Regions from separate parts of the Ovis aries genome. Here region 1 is linked to region 2. Evidence: chromatin contacts called from public Hi-C data. All regions are on one chromosome and are shown on one strand. The core of a region is the stretch at or near the end of the contact, and the rest is flanking DNA. Distances in the headings are between cores, read along the strand shown.

The links. A called contact is a pair of places that touch in the nucleus more often than the background predicts.
Region 1: a Hi-C map of tail adipose tissue shows a contact between it and region 2, with 8 times the contacts expected there. The contact joins two enhancer-like sites. A contact is called at or near these places in 9 of 16 Hi-C or Micro-C datasets (hypothalamus, liver, mesenteric adipose tissue and 5 more).

What each region holds. Positions count from the first base shown.
Region 1 is chr16:36,138,016-36,141,731 of ARS-UI_Ramb_v3.0, forward strand. The region is part of intron 18 of EGFLAM (EGF like, fibronectin type III and laminin G domains); the gene reads right to left. Among named protein-coding and RNA genes, the nearest start is that of LIFR, 140 kb to the left of the region's middle. Within about 2 kb of position 1,831, at least 10 of the 54 cell types and tissues checked have an H3K27ac peak or open chromatin away from gene starts, as enhancers often do.
Region 2 is chr16:35,763,803-35,767,921 of ARS-UI_Ramb_v3.0, forward strand. It overlaps LOC114118742 (a long non-coding RNA gene), which reads left to right. Exons shown (of 7, transcript XR_009596785.1): 3 at 794-893; 4 at 1,853-1,926. Among named protein-coding and RNA genes, the nearest start is that of OSMR, 35 kb to the left of the region's middle. Within about 2 kb of position 1,924, at least 24 of the 54 cell types and tissues checked have an H3K27ac peak or open chromatin away from gene starts, as enhancers often do.

The DNA of each region.
Region 1 (3,716 bases), core at 581-3,080, 370 kb after region 2:
AAACAGTCCCCCAACAAAATCCACCAGGATTTCTCTATTTGAAACCAACCTGGTCCAGAACCCATTCGGTCACAACCTCAGATATTGGTTAGTAATGGATAAGGCTTTGACTGTTTTTTGTAAAGCACCTTCTGGTGTTTTATTTCACAAAATTTTTTACCACAGACATACAAAGGAGCAGCAAGTATTGGGGAAGGGGAGGCTTGGGTGTTCCCATTTTATAGAAAAAGAAAATGAGGCACATAGTCATACAGGATTTGCCCAAGATTATACAGCTAAGAGAGAAACAGACTATGACCCAAACTCCGGCCCTCAGCCTACTTTCCAATATTTTAGAAGTGTTTCCTTCTCATTACTTTGTTTTCTTGAGGAATCACCGTCGTCCACACAGTGAGTAAAGGAATAAGTTAAGTAGTAGCATTTGGTGTCATGAATTAGGGATAATGCAGAGGATTTCTTCTAAAGAGATCACAGCAGCATCACTTTCCTCTTTAGAAAGACAGAGAAATGGCAGTTTAGAAAGTTAAGGTAAAATGAATCTCATGTTCAAAGAAATGTGCAAAATGAGAGAAAATAAGCCAGCTTATAAAATAAGTCATAGTTTCACAAGATACGTGGTTGGCACAAAGAAGACATTGAACTAAGGACTCTATATCCAGGAGAGAAAAAATGTGTAATTATCGATGCTACAGATGATAGGAGAGTTTAAACTCAACTTCTACACATTAAAAAGAAGGGAGGAAGGAAAGAAAGACAGAAAAGAAGGAAGGAAGAAAGAAAAAAAAAAACCAGTAAAACACAAAACCCAAGGACATTGCATGTGTGTATGCTCAGTCATGTCTGGACTCTGCAAGCCCATGGGTTGTAGCCCACCAGGCTCCTCTGATTTTCCAGGCAAGAATACTGGAGTGGGTTGCCATTTCCTCCTCCAGGTATCTTCCCCACTCAGGGATCGAACTCGCCTCTCTGGCGTCTCCTGCATTGGCAGGTGGATTCTTTACCACTGGGCCACCTGGGAAGCCCATGATGACATTGGGCCCCCAAATAAAAGTTCCTGTGTTGGCAGGTCACCCACAGCATGCTCCTGTATTCTTCATAAAAAGAAAGAAAAAAAAAAGGAAGGAAGGAAAAAAGAAGTTCGGGGAGGGAGAGAGTAAAAGAAAGAAAGAAAAGAAGGGGAGGAAGAGAAGCAAACATTTGTTTGAGGTAACTATCCGAGAAATTACTTTCATGTCCTCTGAGGCAGCATGGCCCAGGACAAGGGGCTGTCGACCCGGAGGGCATTTTAGAGTCAGAAGTGAATGGCTCTTTAATTTCAAATCCTGAGCTGCACCACCCTCTGGTTTAAGTGAGGAGGAGGAGGAGGAAGGAAGAAAAGGAAGCTGAGAGGGGAAAAAAAGAGATGCAAAATGCCACAAGTAGAAAGTTGGTGGGAAGAGAGAAGAAGAAGGGGAAAGCAGATGTTAGAGGAGGAGAAAAGAAAATGTCAGAGAAGCAAAGGATAAGAAGGTGTGGGAAAAAAACAACAACACGAAAACAAACAGCCAAGTGGATGGCAGCCCCAGGCAGGGGATGCAGAGGGGATGAAAAAGCTGTGGCCGGGGGAGAAGTCCAGGAGAAGCAAAAGTATAGAAAGAAGAGGGTGAGAATGCGGTATAAGAAGCAAGAGTGGGGAAACGCAGGACAGGGGAGCTCGTAGCTGGGCGAGCAGGCCCTGAATTGCCAGCTGCTGATGCCAGACAGGAGGAGAAGCCGTCCCTCCCAGTCACTCTGGAGTCCCTGCTGGGTTTGGCTCAGCCCCAAGCAGGGCCCGTCCCTGCTGTTATTGGTCATGGACATGGGTCTGTGGCCAACAGTCATCATTCCCCTGCACCCCTGGAAATGATCAGGACGTGCTCTGCACCTGGACTCTCAAAGGGCTGTGTGTGTGTGAGCCCGGTCCAGCTGCTGACTAAGCCCCCCTAGCTCAGGGCTTCCCAAGACCCAGCCAGGAGACAAGTGTGTTCCCAGGGCTGGCGATCTCGGTGGGAGGCTGCAACCCCTCTGAGAGGTGTGTCCCCCGTTACCCTCTGAAGGTGGCTGGCCGGCACTGTGCCCACAGCCTGGCCGGAGCCTGCCCTGGCACCAGCCCAGGGGCCGTCCCAGCTTCTCGGAGGACTCACTGTACTTACTGTTGAGGCAGTAGTTCCCACACTCTGCCAGATGCCAGCATGAAACAGAACAGGGCAGGTCAGAATCTCACAGTCACTGTAAAATCCCAATTGCTGTGGCTGCAGATCGCTGGAAAGCGGCCTCGCACAGCCCCTGGGAAGCCCTGCAGGAACTCACATTCCTCTGAGGGAACGTGAATCCACTCATTCCCCTCGTGAGAAACCGCTAGAAATCTTTTCTCTCAGCATGGTTAGCACCAGATCACCCAACACACCTCCGCAGATCTCGGCTTAGTAACTGGGGTGCAAGTGGTGATGGACCAGGAAGAACACTTCTGGGGCTCCCCTGACCTTGAACTGACAATGCCCACTTAACCTAAACCTGGAGAAACACTTCCTGGAGAGTTGCTTACCTTGTCAATGACCACTACCTTTTCTTGGCTCCAGGCTACATGTGAAAAAGGAATGATAAGCCAGCCAGCTGCCTCTTTTCTCTCCACAGTGGAAAATATCACCCTAATTCCCACCCCACCCCCTTTACAAGGTTCAGATCTTGTGATTAATAAAGAGCAGGGGAACACTCTAGAAATGATACCACTGAACACAAACATGGTGAAAATATACCGTGTCATCAGTATATGTGGATAAATATTAATTCCATCCTAAAACATTACAGTTAGAAGTAACCATCTAGTCCTTTCTAGCCTTTTGCAGTTTGCTTAAATATTGTAAGCACAAGTATATTTTATCCTAACCCTTTATATCTAGTTTCTTCCACACTTTTTTATTTTATTTTTTTGGTCCTGTGGCAAAGGCACTACTCGAAGACAGTTTTTGGTGCTTCCTCACATTTAGACCTAAAAGCTGGAGACATCTGGTGACAAAATGAATAGCCAGCCTGCAAGCCAGGCAAATTTTCCACTTCAGGGACTTGAAATTCCCAATGGACTACAAAAAGTGGAAGAAAACTTGCTGGCTCCTTCACGCAGTCCCAGGACCAGTGAAGGAAGGACCTGGGGTTGTAACCTAGCTTTTCCAGCAGCTAGGACTCCTCCCCACAACCTCCTGAGCAATGGCAATCCAGTCCCAGGGAACTGGACTGAACTTCCAGGGTGGGCAACACTCTCATCCACAGGCAGCACTCTCCCTTGCTGGACAGCTCTGCTTGGAGCAGCAATCTTGGTCCCATGAAGCTGACTCTGCAGCCACAAAGTAAGTAATAGCTAAAAAATCATTTTCTACACTACCAGCCTTCAACTATCTGAAAAATCAACATCCAGGCTGAATGCCTCCAAATTTTCCATTGGTTAAGGATACACCATCCCAAGAAAAGAAATTCCCTATAGTATGCACAACTTATATGTTTTATGAATTTGTGTTTTTTCATACTGAGTATTCTTAAATTACAGCTCATATTTAATGAAGCTACTTTTTTTTTTAATGCTCTGGGACTTCCCCCATCCCCCAGTCAGACTCAGCAATTTGATATGAATTTATTAAATACATTGTGAAGTGCCTAGAATGTGGTTAATCATTATGAGTCAGACAGGTTCCCATCTTTGAGGA
Region 2 (4,119 bases), core at 674-3,173:
AGCATCCACTGAGATAAACTGGTCTACTTTTTCTTGTTTTGGATGCTTTCTCCTAAAAAACGTTTAAAACTAATTTTATTTATTTTCATTTATCTTTGGCTGTGCTGGGTCTTGTTGCCGCACAGGCTGCTCTCTGGTTGCGGTGTCTTCTCTTGTGGAGCATGGGCTCCGGGGCACGCGAGCTTCAGTAGTTGGGGCTCCAGGGCTCTAGGGCTCGGGCTCAGTTGCTTTGAGGCTTGTGGCATCTTCCCAGATCAGGGACTGAACCCATATCTCCTGCATTGGCAAGCAGATTCTTTACCACTGGGCCACCAGGGAAACCCTGAAAAAAAAATGGTTTTTTAAAAAGCTGTATGTATACCTCCTGTTTCTGCTGCCAGTGTGGGGACAGCCGAAGAAATTGCCACGGAGACTTGCTACAGAGGCACGATTTGCTATGCTAATTAACAAAACTGTTTCAGTGCAAGAAGACTCAGGTTGTTCCTTTCAATTCTAGGATAATTAAACATTAGTTAATATTTATGAAGTGCCTGCCATGTGTCAGGCCTCATCTGAAGCATTTATATAGTTTATCTCATTTAATCTTCACCAAAACCTAATGAAATAAACACTAGGATTATACTCATAATCTAGAAAACTGAGGCAGGGCTTAGATAACAGAGAAGTACATGTGGAATCCAGGCATTTGGCTCCAGAGATCATGTTTACAGTCTCCAAGGTCTCCTGAGCCTTTAGGCAAAGACTGCCTATTTCCAATGCAGTCATTAAGACATCTTTTTTTTTTTTTTTTCAGAAGCTTTAGAGGCAACCTTGGGTCTGTTGGCCTCAGAGCTTTATCCATCTCAGATGAGAAGGCCAGCTCCAGCTTCGCCGGCAGGACCATGACATCTATGGTGAGGATGTACCTGTTCTCTTGATAAGCTCCCGAATTTCCTCCTGGAGCTGGGTCTGTGGGAGCTGGGACAGCCTCATCTGACTGAAAAGGTGGCAGGGGGTACAGCAATGTCATAAATTTGCCACACCCTTGACTGATATTGTCCCAAGTGTCCCCATAGAATCAGTCTCTCATGAGCCTCCGTTCCCTTCAGGATTCCCAGGCCTCCCCCAGAGCTAAATCTGACCTGGAGGAGAAAAGAAAAAGAAAAGAAAATAGGAGAAACATTAGCTCTTTGTCATTTGAATAAAGTCTGTAATGTAAGGTAGATTCAATAACATGAGGCAGAATCAACTTCTTGAAGCAAAAACTGCAGTCACAGCTGTTACTAGGGCAAAATGCAAGTGTAGAGCACTGAACTCTTACCCTCTAAGTTTTTATTACAATTGCTTTTAGGCCACATTCTCTCATTAGACGCTAATAAATGTTTTCCATCGTGTGCAAGAAAGGTTTTATACAAATTCCATTTCCCAGAACTCCATGAATGAAATGGAAACCCCCTTTTCTGGGTATGGAAATAACAACAACAAAAAAAACCCCTAAAACCTCCTGGCACAGTGTTTCTCGAGTACCCTCTGGGGTGGCTAGGTGGCGCCGTAGGCTAATGCACGGGCCCAGCTCAGCTCTCAGGTTGCCAACTGCTATGGGAGGATTGGAAGGAAAAGAGGGAGGAATACAAGGGCTGCCGGTCTCCCCAAATCAGGTTCATCAGCTCAGCTCTACTCACAGCTCATGCCTCTGTCACTATGAACTGTGTCCTTTCTCCCCCGCTTCGCCTCCCTGGTTGATCACCACTGGTAGGGAGGGGGCTTCTAGGCCCTGGGCTTTGGCTGTTCTTGAGGAAAAGTCTGCAGAATCTTAAACGTGGTCCTAAATCTTGTGTTTCTCTCCATTTGACTCTCCCAAAAATCATTCAAGAATCCGAGGAGAAAGGACCAAGCTCGTCTTGAAGAATGAAAGGAAGGTCACCAGCTCCCTCTCCGATCTCCTGAGTAAGCTCAGGGTGTGGGCGAGTCCAGCCTCTTGTCGTCCCCTGAGAGCCCTAGTATTTCCCAGCCTCCTGCAGCCCTGCAGCTCTCAGACCAGCTGGCTGCAGAGGAAGAGAGGGCCCTGCTGTAGGGAGGTGGGGAGCACAGGTCCAAAAGACCCCTGGATGGTGCGGAGGACACCAATCAGGCCTTTTGTCTTAAGGGAGAAACCCCTTTCCCACCCTGCCAGAGTCCTGAAACTCCTAAATTACCGACTCCTTTGCCTGAAGCCATTAAAGACTCTCCTTAAGACACAAATAGGATGGAAAGGCTTACCTTGGAGAAGTTGGTGGAGAATCCATTGCACAATGGTACTGCTCAGAGGGAACCCCAGGGAGGAGCCAGCTGTGGATGGGCCCATGGGCTGTGCTGAGACAGGAGGAGATAGCCAGGGTGGAAACAGATGTGGGGCTACAGCCTCCTTTCCACCTGCTCCATTTGGGGGCTGGGAGTCAGATACTGATCACTGATTGCCAAGGCTGTGTGCCCTCAGGTTCTAGGAGAATTTGGGTTTCAAATAGTGCTCTGGTATTCCATAAGCACACACATACGTGTCTGCTTATTCGTTCTGGTTTTGGTTCAGACACATTCCTGCTGCACCTGCCCTCCCCTGAAACCTGCCTTGTGCCTAGGGGACCCTGGCTGTGGTCTCTGGGCCTTGAGGGAGATGACAGGCTGAAGAGGGGCCTCCCCAAGTGAAAGGTGATCTGCATATGTTCCAGAAAGGAAGCTCGTCACCAAACTTACGCAAGCATCTCAAACACAAATAGGGATGCCAGTCACAGAGGGTGTATTCCGGAAAATAGACAAAAAGGAGAAAATACTGTATAAAAGACATGTATTATAAGTGAAAACAAGAACAAAAGTTTGAAAAGATATATAAAATATAGTCATAAGATCTCTATATAAAATATGTAGACATCTATATCTATATAGACATACATTCATAAGAAGGTAAAGAGAAACCTAAAACCCCCAAACCCTAGAGGAGAGGGATAAAAGCTGAAGATAAAGATGTACATCTATGAATTTTTATGACTACCGTGTGAATTTACTTGCTGTCAAAATGTTCTGAAGACATTTATTTGAGCAGTTACAGAAACTCCTACAATGCCATGTTCATCTTGACACTTCTGTTTTAACCTTGAAGAGTCTGTCAGCCCTCCTACATTTCTCTCTGTCATAGCCATGATGCCTCTTTTGGCATAAACATCAGTAAACTTAAGTGCCATGAGTCATATTGTCAATTTTTAATTAAATCATGGTCTAGCTAGGGTTTGATTTATTTAGGCCTGAATTCATTTAGACCCTGGTCCACATAAATTTACATAGCTTATTTAACAAGCTCATGATTGTATAAATTGTAGATTCCTTTAAAATTTCTAACAATATAAGTTGTAAAAGCCTTTTCTTGTCAAGCCAAGAGTGGTAGACTATAATTTCCAAGGGTGGTGTTTTATTTTTAAACCAAGCATTATAAAAGAAATCTGTTGTATTCCTAAGTAAAGACATTTATGAGATCATTTAAAGATAACCATCCCATATGTTTTCACTCAGAGTTTTAGTGATATGGCAAAGCCTCATTATAACCAGCGGTGCTGATTTTTTATTTTTCTTTCCCAGAATGGTTTCACACAGATGGTTGTAAATCCATACAGTGAATGTCTAGTAAAAAAAAAAAAAAAAACCTCATCTGCTCAATTAAATATAGTAAATACTGCTTTAAACTGGAGTGAGTCATACGGATATCCACTTTCCTAGAATTCTGATTAAAAAGCATCATGGTTAATTAATGTTCCCAAGAAAGGGTCAGAGCTCACAGGAAATGAATGGGAAGGTGACAGGAAGAAAGGGTGGGGAGCACAGGACACTCTGGCTCGGGGCTGTTGATGAGATTGATTCCTGCAGCAAGAAACTGACAGCAGCTTCGGGGAGGAGAGAGATTGTGCTGCTCACCATTTACACGCAAATCTGACTGGACTGAAGGTGGAGGGGTGCAGAAGGGATGACAGAAAGGTGGAAAGAATGAAACTGCTAGACATAAACAGATAAGCAAGAAGGATTTACTGTATAGCACAGGGATTATACCCAACATCATGTAATAACATATGCTTGCATGCTAAGTCTCTCCAGTTGTGTCTGACTCTGTGCGACCCC